Regions from separate parts of the Ovis aries genome. Here region 2 is linked to region 1. The links are chromatin contacts, called in public Hi-C maps. All regions are on one chromosome and are shown on one strand. The core of a region is the stretch at or near the end of the contact, and the rest is flanking DNA. Distances in the headings are between cores, read along the strand shown. Region 1 overlaps CELF1 (CUGBP Elav-like family member 1). Region 2 overlaps MTCH2 (mitochondrial carrier 2).

The links. A called contact is a pair of places that touch in the nucleus more often than the background predicts.
Region 2: a Hi-C map of blood shows a contact between it and region 1, with 5 times the contacts expected there. The contact joins two enhancer-like sites. A contact is called at or near these places in 13 of 16 Hi-C or Micro-C datasets (blood, hypothalamus, liver and 6 more).

The regions. Positions count from the first base shown.
Region 1 is chr15:76,218,159-76,222,514 of ARS-UI_Ramb_v3.0, forward strand. It overlaps CELF1 (CUGBP Elav-like family member 1), which reads right to left. Exons shown (of 15, transcript XM_060400136.1): 13 at 3,403-3,546; 14 at 2,786-2,952; 15 at 1-2,697. The coding sequence ends at 2,825. Among named protein-coding and RNA genes, the nearest start is that of RAPSN, 18 kb to the left of the region's middle. Within about 2 kb of position 1,478, at least 4 of the 54 cell types and tissues checked have an H3K27ac peak or open chromatin away from gene starts, as enhancers often do.
Region 2 is chr15:76,335,735-76,339,652 of ARS-UI_Ramb_v3.0, forward strand. It overlaps MTCH2 (mitochondrial carrier 2), which reads right to left. Exons shown (of 12, transcript XM_060400137.1): 12 at 3,104-3,918. Among named protein-coding and RNA genes, the nearest start is that of C1QTNF4, 15 kb to the left of the region's middle. Within about 2 kb of position 2,522, at least 5 of the 54 cell types and tissues checked have an H3K27ac peak or open chromatin away from gene starts, as enhancers often do.

The DNA of each region.
Region 1 (4,356 bases), core at 228-2,727:
TGCCAGAAATCCAAGCTCTTAGCTTCCACGAGGGCCCTGGCCACTCCTGCGGGACCCAGGAGACAGTGTCTGGCTGCATTCAAGGCAAATCAATTTCACGATGAAACCCAAGGAAGAAACAAAGCTGCAGCAGAAAACAATTATGTAAGTGAGACCCCCACAACAGAAAAGCACTGCTTGAGACTTGACTGCGAGTCTCCCCTCTGCGAGCTGAACCCTTTTCACACCGTGAGACTTGTAGGGGGAGCAGCTTCTCCACAACACCACCTTTGGCCCGGGGAGAGAACTGTGCTCGAGGGCGGCGCTGCTGTGGGAATTCGCGGGGCCGGGGCAGCCGAGGGAACCCACTGCAGGCAGGAAACCTCGGGGTCTGGTATCAGAGGCAGGCGGATTACACCTTTAACTTTCATGCCAATAGCAAAGGGGTTCCGGAGCCCAGGACAAATAGGTATGCAAGTAACAGTGAAATGGGGGAGGAGGGAGGGACAGGGACAGAGGTGGGCACAGAGTGGGGTTCCGGGCTTTGGAAAACCCCACGCGGGCCAAGGAGGAGGACAGAACAGAAGGCGAGACCGCAGCAACCTGGGGAGCACAGCTCTCTCCTCCGCCAGTTCACAGCGTTAACGCCTCCCCCTCGGGCAGATTAGCTGGGCTGCAGACGGCCACAGAAAGTCAGTAGTTTCAATCATACACAGCACCCTGTGTGTACAACAATCACATTCTGGATTCTATAAAATCCTGGCCTTTTCCAGAGATATAATTTAGGTAATAAATATTCTCCACCCCGGAGCTGTATAAAACTTCTATAAAAATAGAAACGACATTCTTGGTTCCAGCCGGTTGGGATTCAGAACAGCGCCTCCCCAACCTAGCATTTTTTTCTTTTTTTTGTTTTTTCTTTTTTATTTTTATTTTTTGCATTTATTTAAAAAATCCCATCATGACCCTGGAAGCCTTTGGAACAGTTTTATCCTTGAAACACAGGACACATTTCTCCCAGTGCGCAGAATTCAAGTTTACGTGGTTCAGCTTAAGAAGTATGTTTCATGTTTCTTAGAGGACAACAGACCCAAGTTATCACTATGAGAAGGGAACAGCTGTCCCAGCTTCAATGGGATAATCCACCACCACCAACCACCCGCACAACAGCAAGCCGGTCAACGCTCACCTGAGGCCCAAGGACAGAATGGCAAGGAGACCGCCCCTGACTGACAGCAAAGCAACCCCTGTGATCTCGCCTCTGCCGCTAGGGGGCACGGCTGACGTCTGTGAGGCTGAGGACCCCAGGGACGGTCCCTGGCCTTGGCTGCGGGTCATATCCTAACAGGGCCACTTCTGCCCAGGGACACATTCCCGACAGCAGGTCCTTCCCGGGCCTCCCCACTACCAGCGCTTCTTGGAGCAGAGGCTGAGCCCGGAGGCTGTGTGGGTCATAGGCAGGAGTGAGACCTGCGGGAGGCAGCAGGGAGCTGACTGTAAGCACGAGGACGAAAATGAACAGGGTGCTACTGAGGTAAATGAACACTGAGCGCACACGGAGGCTGTAAACGTCCTGCCGTCGCCTTTGTCACCAAGAGCAGAGCACGGGGCTGGAGGGGCAGAAGAGGGGCCTGTCTCCACTCAGACGCCACGCCTGGGCCATCTCAACCAAGGAGGCAACCGCGGATCGCTTAATCCTTTTAAGAACTGGGTGTTGGCCACCGGGAAATGCAGCACCGGCTCAAAGGAACCCGAGGACTCAGGTACACTGAGAAGCAGGCTCCTCCTCCCCCAGCGACAGCTTTTAATCGCTCTGCTCAGGAGAGGTGCTCCCTTCTGCCAGATCCCATAGCCCTTCCTGGATCTACCCTCACGAGAAAACTGTGGCTGGGGGTGGAAGTGACATTCCTTGCTGTGGTCAATTCCAAAACAGGAAACCCGACAGTGTCTTCCCGAGAGGCCTTCTTTAAAGGGGCCTGGTGGACGTGGGCCGTGGTCTAGCGGTCTGGTGTTGAAATAAACTATACACGACCCCTTGGACTGGCTGCTTCTTCCTAAGAGCCACCAGCCAGGGAGGAAGGGCTGATCCAACACCAATGGCTGGCTGGGTAACGGATGACAAATCCCTGCTTTTTGCATGTTAGGCTAATTTAATAGGTGCATTATTTCCAGAGACTTGTTACCCCTTCTTAGGTAAGCGGGCAGAAATCCTAGATGAGAATCTAAAAAATCGCTGGCAAGAATGCAGACTTTCCAGTGAAGGCGGTTACAGAGGAGTTTCAGCCTCCAGCTCCCAGGGCTGCCGGGTTTCAAGTCACTCTCCTTCTCCAAAGCCAACCCCACCTGCTATGCCCCAAAAGCTGCTGGGTATCAGCTCTCACGTCACCCACTCTCGTGCTCAGGAAGATTCTGGGGGTCCACTTTCGTCTAACTTCGTCCTCTTTCTTGGGATAGTTTGGGGCAAATTCTGATCCTCTTTCTTAATGTTTTTCCATTTCCCCTCCTCCCCCAGGGCAGTTTGATGTTGGTCCTTCTCAACACACACTGGTTACAAACACAGCAAACTTTTAAATAAAGGAAAAAAAAAAAAAAAACAAACTCAGGATATGGCACCTAAACTCCAAAGTAAAACACTGGAAACCAAAGCACAAACTTGTCCTCTGTACGAAGCGAAATTCCCACAGAAGGCAGTAGCTGAGTCTTCAGGGCAAGCTGTGCCTGCGAGAGTGGCAGGGATCAGGGTCCAGGGCTGTCAACACACAGCCTTAGGGCTTCGAATCATTAAGGGTGCTCCTCCCCCACTTACCAGAAGACCCTCTCACTCCAGTCTCAGAGGGGAGCACGCTCAGTAGGGCTTGCTGTCGTTCTTTGAACGTTTGAGCTGCACTTTAAGCCGCTTCATGCCGATCTGAAAGCCGTTCATGGACTGGATGGCAGCCTGAGCCGAGACAGGATTGTCGTAACTTACAAAACCTGTGTGTCCGAGCAGAAACCCAGTGAGGGGCATGAAGAGGCAAGGACAGCCTCAGTCCTCCTTATGCAGCAGGATCCTTACATGAGCTGAGTCTCAAATCTCAATTCTTCTCAGCAGGAAGACTTCTTGAAACTACATCACATGAAACGAATCAGGTCCCTAACAGTACCAGCTGACATCTACACGGTATCCTCAAGTATTTTTTGGCCAAGCCATTTTCCATACATTATTTTTACCTCTGGAGCGACAGTGTGGGTACAAATCACCATTCCCACTTAGAGAAATGGAAAACTAAACTGAGGCTCAAAACGAGATGATGTGATCTACTCAGAGCAAAGCTAAACTAAGCCTAAACAGAGTCAGACTCAGCTCTTTCTGCTGGCAGCCCCTTCTCTTTCTCGCTCACTGGGCACTCAGCCCTCCCCACACCAGAAGCAGCACCAACATACCGAAACACTTGCTCAGGTTTGTCTGCTTGTCTATAAAAACCTTGGCAGACACGACGTTTCCGAAGGGCATAAACATCTGCAGCAGGTCCTGGTCTCCGAACTCCTGGGGCAGGTGGTAGATGAACAGGTTGGCTCCTTCCGGACCTGCAAGATTCCCACTGACTGAAACGGCATCAGGGTCAAGCACACTCTCCCCCGCACCAGCTGAGCCCCATTTCCACCTGTGTTAAAACTCTCAGCATCCCCCAAAACACAGAAATGTGTCTGGAGAACTAAAATGATTCTCCAAACACAAAGCAGGGAGCTGAAGGGCAATCTCTGCAACAGGTTCCTGCCCTCTTCCCTGTTCACCATTCTCATGCTCTGTCTCACCGACAGAGGGCAGAATTTGACCCTGTGGGAAGATGGCATGCTGGGACAGTAGCAGGCAGACTTGCATTTGGAGCAAAAAAAAAAAAAAAACCCAGTAGAAAGAGATTATAAGTAAAATGGGTTTCAAAAGAGTGCCTAGAAACTAGAGGGCCAGCAAAGAGGTCAGTAGTCGCCAGAGTGGGGCAGGGACTGACAACAGAGAGACAGGAGGGAGTTTCTAGGGGTCATGGAGATATTCTACGTCTATGGTGGCAGGAACGTGACTACATGTGCTCGTCAGAGCTCACAGAGCTATATTCACCAAAGGGTGAATTTTACCATAAGTAAATTGTGCCTCAGTAAACATGTATTTTTAAAATACATGCCTATGATAAACAATCAGGCTTCCCTGATAGCTCAGTTGGTGAAGAATCCACCTGCAATGCAGGAGACCCTGATTCGATTCCTGGGTTGGAAGATCTGCTGGAGAAGGGATAGGCTACCCACTCCGGTATTCTTGGGCTTCCCTTGTGACTCACCTGGTAAAAAATCTGCCTGCAATGCAGGAGACCTGGGTTTGATCCTTGGATTGGGAAGATGCCC
Region 2 (3,918 bases), core at 1,272-3,771, 120 kb after region 1:
CGTGAGGCGCAGCTCTGTCGCTTCGTTTTCACCCTCCTTTTTCGCTTCCAGCCAGAGGACACACTCACCAGTCTCTGGGGTGCCAGCAGGGCAGGGCTGCAGACAGGGTGGACTTTCGGTGGAAAGTCGGTAGGCACACTTCTGCTGCTTGTCCTTATCTCACCTCTGGCTCTTCACACTACTCAGTCTGGAAATAAAAACCGCAAAGCCTAATAGATTTTTCCGTGGAAATGTGGCATTACCAGGGAACAGTCCATTCTTCTGGCTGCCTGAGGGAGGCAAAAATTAGTGCTAGAAAAGGTTTTCTCACCCCAGGTGGCTTCTTGGATTTGGGACGGGGTGGGTTTATTTCATTACTTAGTCTCCCTCGGGTAGCTGGCGAGTCTTCAAAAACTCCTCCAGGTCACATTTTTGTTTCTCCCCCTTTTCCAAAGCACTGTCCTTCAGCCATTTTTGGTGTGTGGTACTAATCTGAATCTACTTGGAAACATTCTTTTTGGGGGTGGTAGTAAGTTGGTTCCAGAACAACTGTGGTTTTTAATACAAGATCTGACTAACTGATCCCAGACAGGAGACTGGGGCCCCGGCTGCAGAGGAATCCACTTGTAAGAGCAAAAGGCAAGTGGGCTTTTCAACATTTCCTCTCACGACAGTGTGTCTGGAAGACCTGCCTCCCCAAGACAGCGTGGGAAGGCAGCGAACAGAGGAGGAAGCTGACTCATATGGACAAAATTGGTCGGAAGGGAAAACAGTTGCTTTAGAAAACTAATTGCTGTTACTAGCCAAGATATTCTTCAGCAATTGTCGTGGGGCGGGGGGGGAGGGCATTGGTGGCAAAAGGACCTTTCATTTGCAACTTCCTCTCTAGGACAAAAATCAAGAGTTCAAGATTCTGATTCTCTCAAGTCTGATGAGACAATAAAATGAGGGATCAACAGAGGGAGAAAAAATGAGATTATCACATGTGACATCCTTAACCCTAAAAAAAAAAAAAAAAACAAAAAACTTCAGATGAGATAAAGACACACATCTTTGTCTACTTTTAAAAACAAACTCCAGAGGAATTCCCTGGCAGTCCGGTGATCAGACCTCTGTGTTCTCACCGCTGAGGGTACAGGTTTGATCCTTGGTTGGGGAACTAAGATCCCAGAGCTACATGGCTCCACCAAAACTAAAAAGAAAAACAAACAAACAAAAAAACCACCCCAGAAGTCCAAAGATACAAATTACTATGGCACCTAGGGAGGCAGCATGAATGAACCCATCCAATAGGCAAGTATGTTTCGGAACAATCCACTGAGGGAACTCCCTGGTGGTCCGGTGGTTATGAGTCCATGCTTTCACTGCTGAGAGTCCAGGTTTCACCTCTAGTTACAGAACTAAGATCCCACGAACCGAGGCAAAGAAAGAGAATCCAGTGACGAGCTGACATATAAATAAATCACTTTGAAAAACTGTTAGCCTTCAAGTAGAGTAGGAGTTCCAAGACACTGGACTGATGTACCCATAGGAATAAAGCCTTCCCATACAGCAAGTGTCCGAGCTGTATAAATCCCAGTAGCCTAGGAAAGCAATGGTGATCATTTCTATCTTCAGTTGCTTCACCTAGTTATCATTCTGCAGAGGCAAAAAAACAGGTCTCTTCTGATCAAATACTGTTTTACCCTATTCTGCAGAAGGCTCTTTCCTTTGGTTCACTGATTTGACTAAGAGGGAGGGCACTTGTCCTCAGATGGATGAACCCCTTACCATTCGGCTGACTGGCTACTTTCTCTCGGCATTTCATTGCTCCTAGGGAGCAGCAAACATGCCTTGGAATGTGACTCAGGTTTGAACTTGGCTCTGAAACATACTAGCTATATAATTCTGAATGAGTTACTTGGGTCTCATTTTCTTTATTTCTCAAGTGGAGATACCTACTGTACCAAAAGCTTACACGACAGGCGGGACAGCCACCACCACTGTTCTCCTCGCTTCCCTTGTCTGCCACGCACGGCACCTTAAACTGACCAACTTCACGACTCACTTCACCAGCTACACTTTTCCTACAAAGCCCGGGGAGGCTGCTGTTTCCGTGGGCCTGTTTTAAAGGGATCAATATAATTTTTTCCCACAGATTTTCAGATCAGAGAGAAGTGATGCCACTGCTATGTAAGCCCTGAGCTCAGTGTGGGGTGCAGCTTCTCTTCTGTCAGCTTAGTTGGCAATATCATTACAAGCCTTGGGGGAGGAAGCGTTTGAAGGCAAAGATCTTGTCCAGCTGAGAGGACTTAAGAGAGACTTCACAAAGAGAAGACCCTAGAACTGAATTTTACCACATAGGGAACACTTCAAGGGAGAGAGGGAAGCGGGACGTTTCCAGAGGAGGAAATTATAGCAGAATTACGGTATGTTTAGGTAACGTGAGAAGCTGGGACACAAGACTAGGTTTGAAGTTTCTTTCATCCTGAAGTTGTCTGTATAGCCTGGTACTTTTACAAGCACCCAAAGTTCCAGGAAACCCCACATTCTCTCCTTCAGTCAAGCTTCAGTGACCAGCACACTCCCCAGGGGGAGTATTTCCTGGCAACTTAGCTCAGCCCTGCCAAGGCAAACCACCTGTGCCAGTTTCACAAGTACAGCCTACAAGATACTCCTTGTCTAGGTTTACATGATTTACACGAGTCAGTTCATCATTTCTTTTGTGTGTATCTTAAGAGCACCTACCTACCTGCATTTACCAGCCCCGGAATAAACTTCTGTTAATGGCTTATAAAATTTCATGGAGGACCACAGATGTAGTCCTCTCGCCTGAAAGATCCCATGGACAGAGGAGCCTGGGGGAGCTACAGTCCATGGGGTCACAGAGAGCTGGACACAACCGAACAACTAGGCACAGATGTAGCACCCTTATCGGATGGATAGCTTGGATGCAGTGAGCTGGATCAGCCAGTGTGCTGATTAATCCCAGGCCTCCGTGACACTTTCCCACAACTTTGCCCAACTTTCAAAGGCAAAACCGGAGCCTTGGCGCCCCCTGGTGGAAGACTGGTTCTCGTAGTCAGACCAGCTCCCGGAACTAGGCAGGCGTGTGTGAAGACAGAAGCCACAGGTCATAAACATGGCAGTTTCCTAGATCGTCTTTACTTGAAGATTTTTTTTGGGGGAAAAAAAAGTAGGTAATGCAAAACATTTTTATATTAAAACAAATGCAGATAATATTGAATAGAATATAAAATTTACATTGCTTTTTGAGACAAAGAGACATCAAAGACATTTCAAGGTAAGTTATGCTACTCACGAGCTTCAGGCTACATTCTTAAACTCGGGGTGTGGGGGTGTGGAGAGGAGACCCTGCGTGCTCAGTCTAACACTGTGGGTGCTGCTGCTTTGACGGGAAGTAGCGAATTCTTCTGAGAAACAGCAAATGAAGCGTTTACTCATTTGGCAACAACCCAGTGGATTATTTAAATAAGTAAAACCAAATGCTTTCTCATCTTAAGAGCATTATAACCTGCTTGGAAAAGGCCTGAGTAAAATAAGAGCTTTGTGTTTGAGTGACAATTTATTTCCTTCTAAAATGATTTTTTCCCCCTACTATGAATGTTAACATGCCTAACTGAGGGTATGACATGCAAGCTGGTCAATAGTCTAAGAATCTTATGGATGTAAGTCTGCACCATCAGACGTGAGATTACAAGTACACCTTCCAAGGGTGTCATGAGGAATGAAAAACTACTCACCTTCTGCAATGACAAAAATGCAAACAAAATAAAAAACTGAAGAACAGAAGATTATATACAATTAGAACTGTATGATGATGTAACTTAGGGACTGGCAAGTAACGCTACAGTATTTGCTTTTCACACTTTACATGACAGTAAGAACTTCTTTGAGGGGCAAAAAGGAGACATTACACTTCCTTTCCAAATCCTGCTA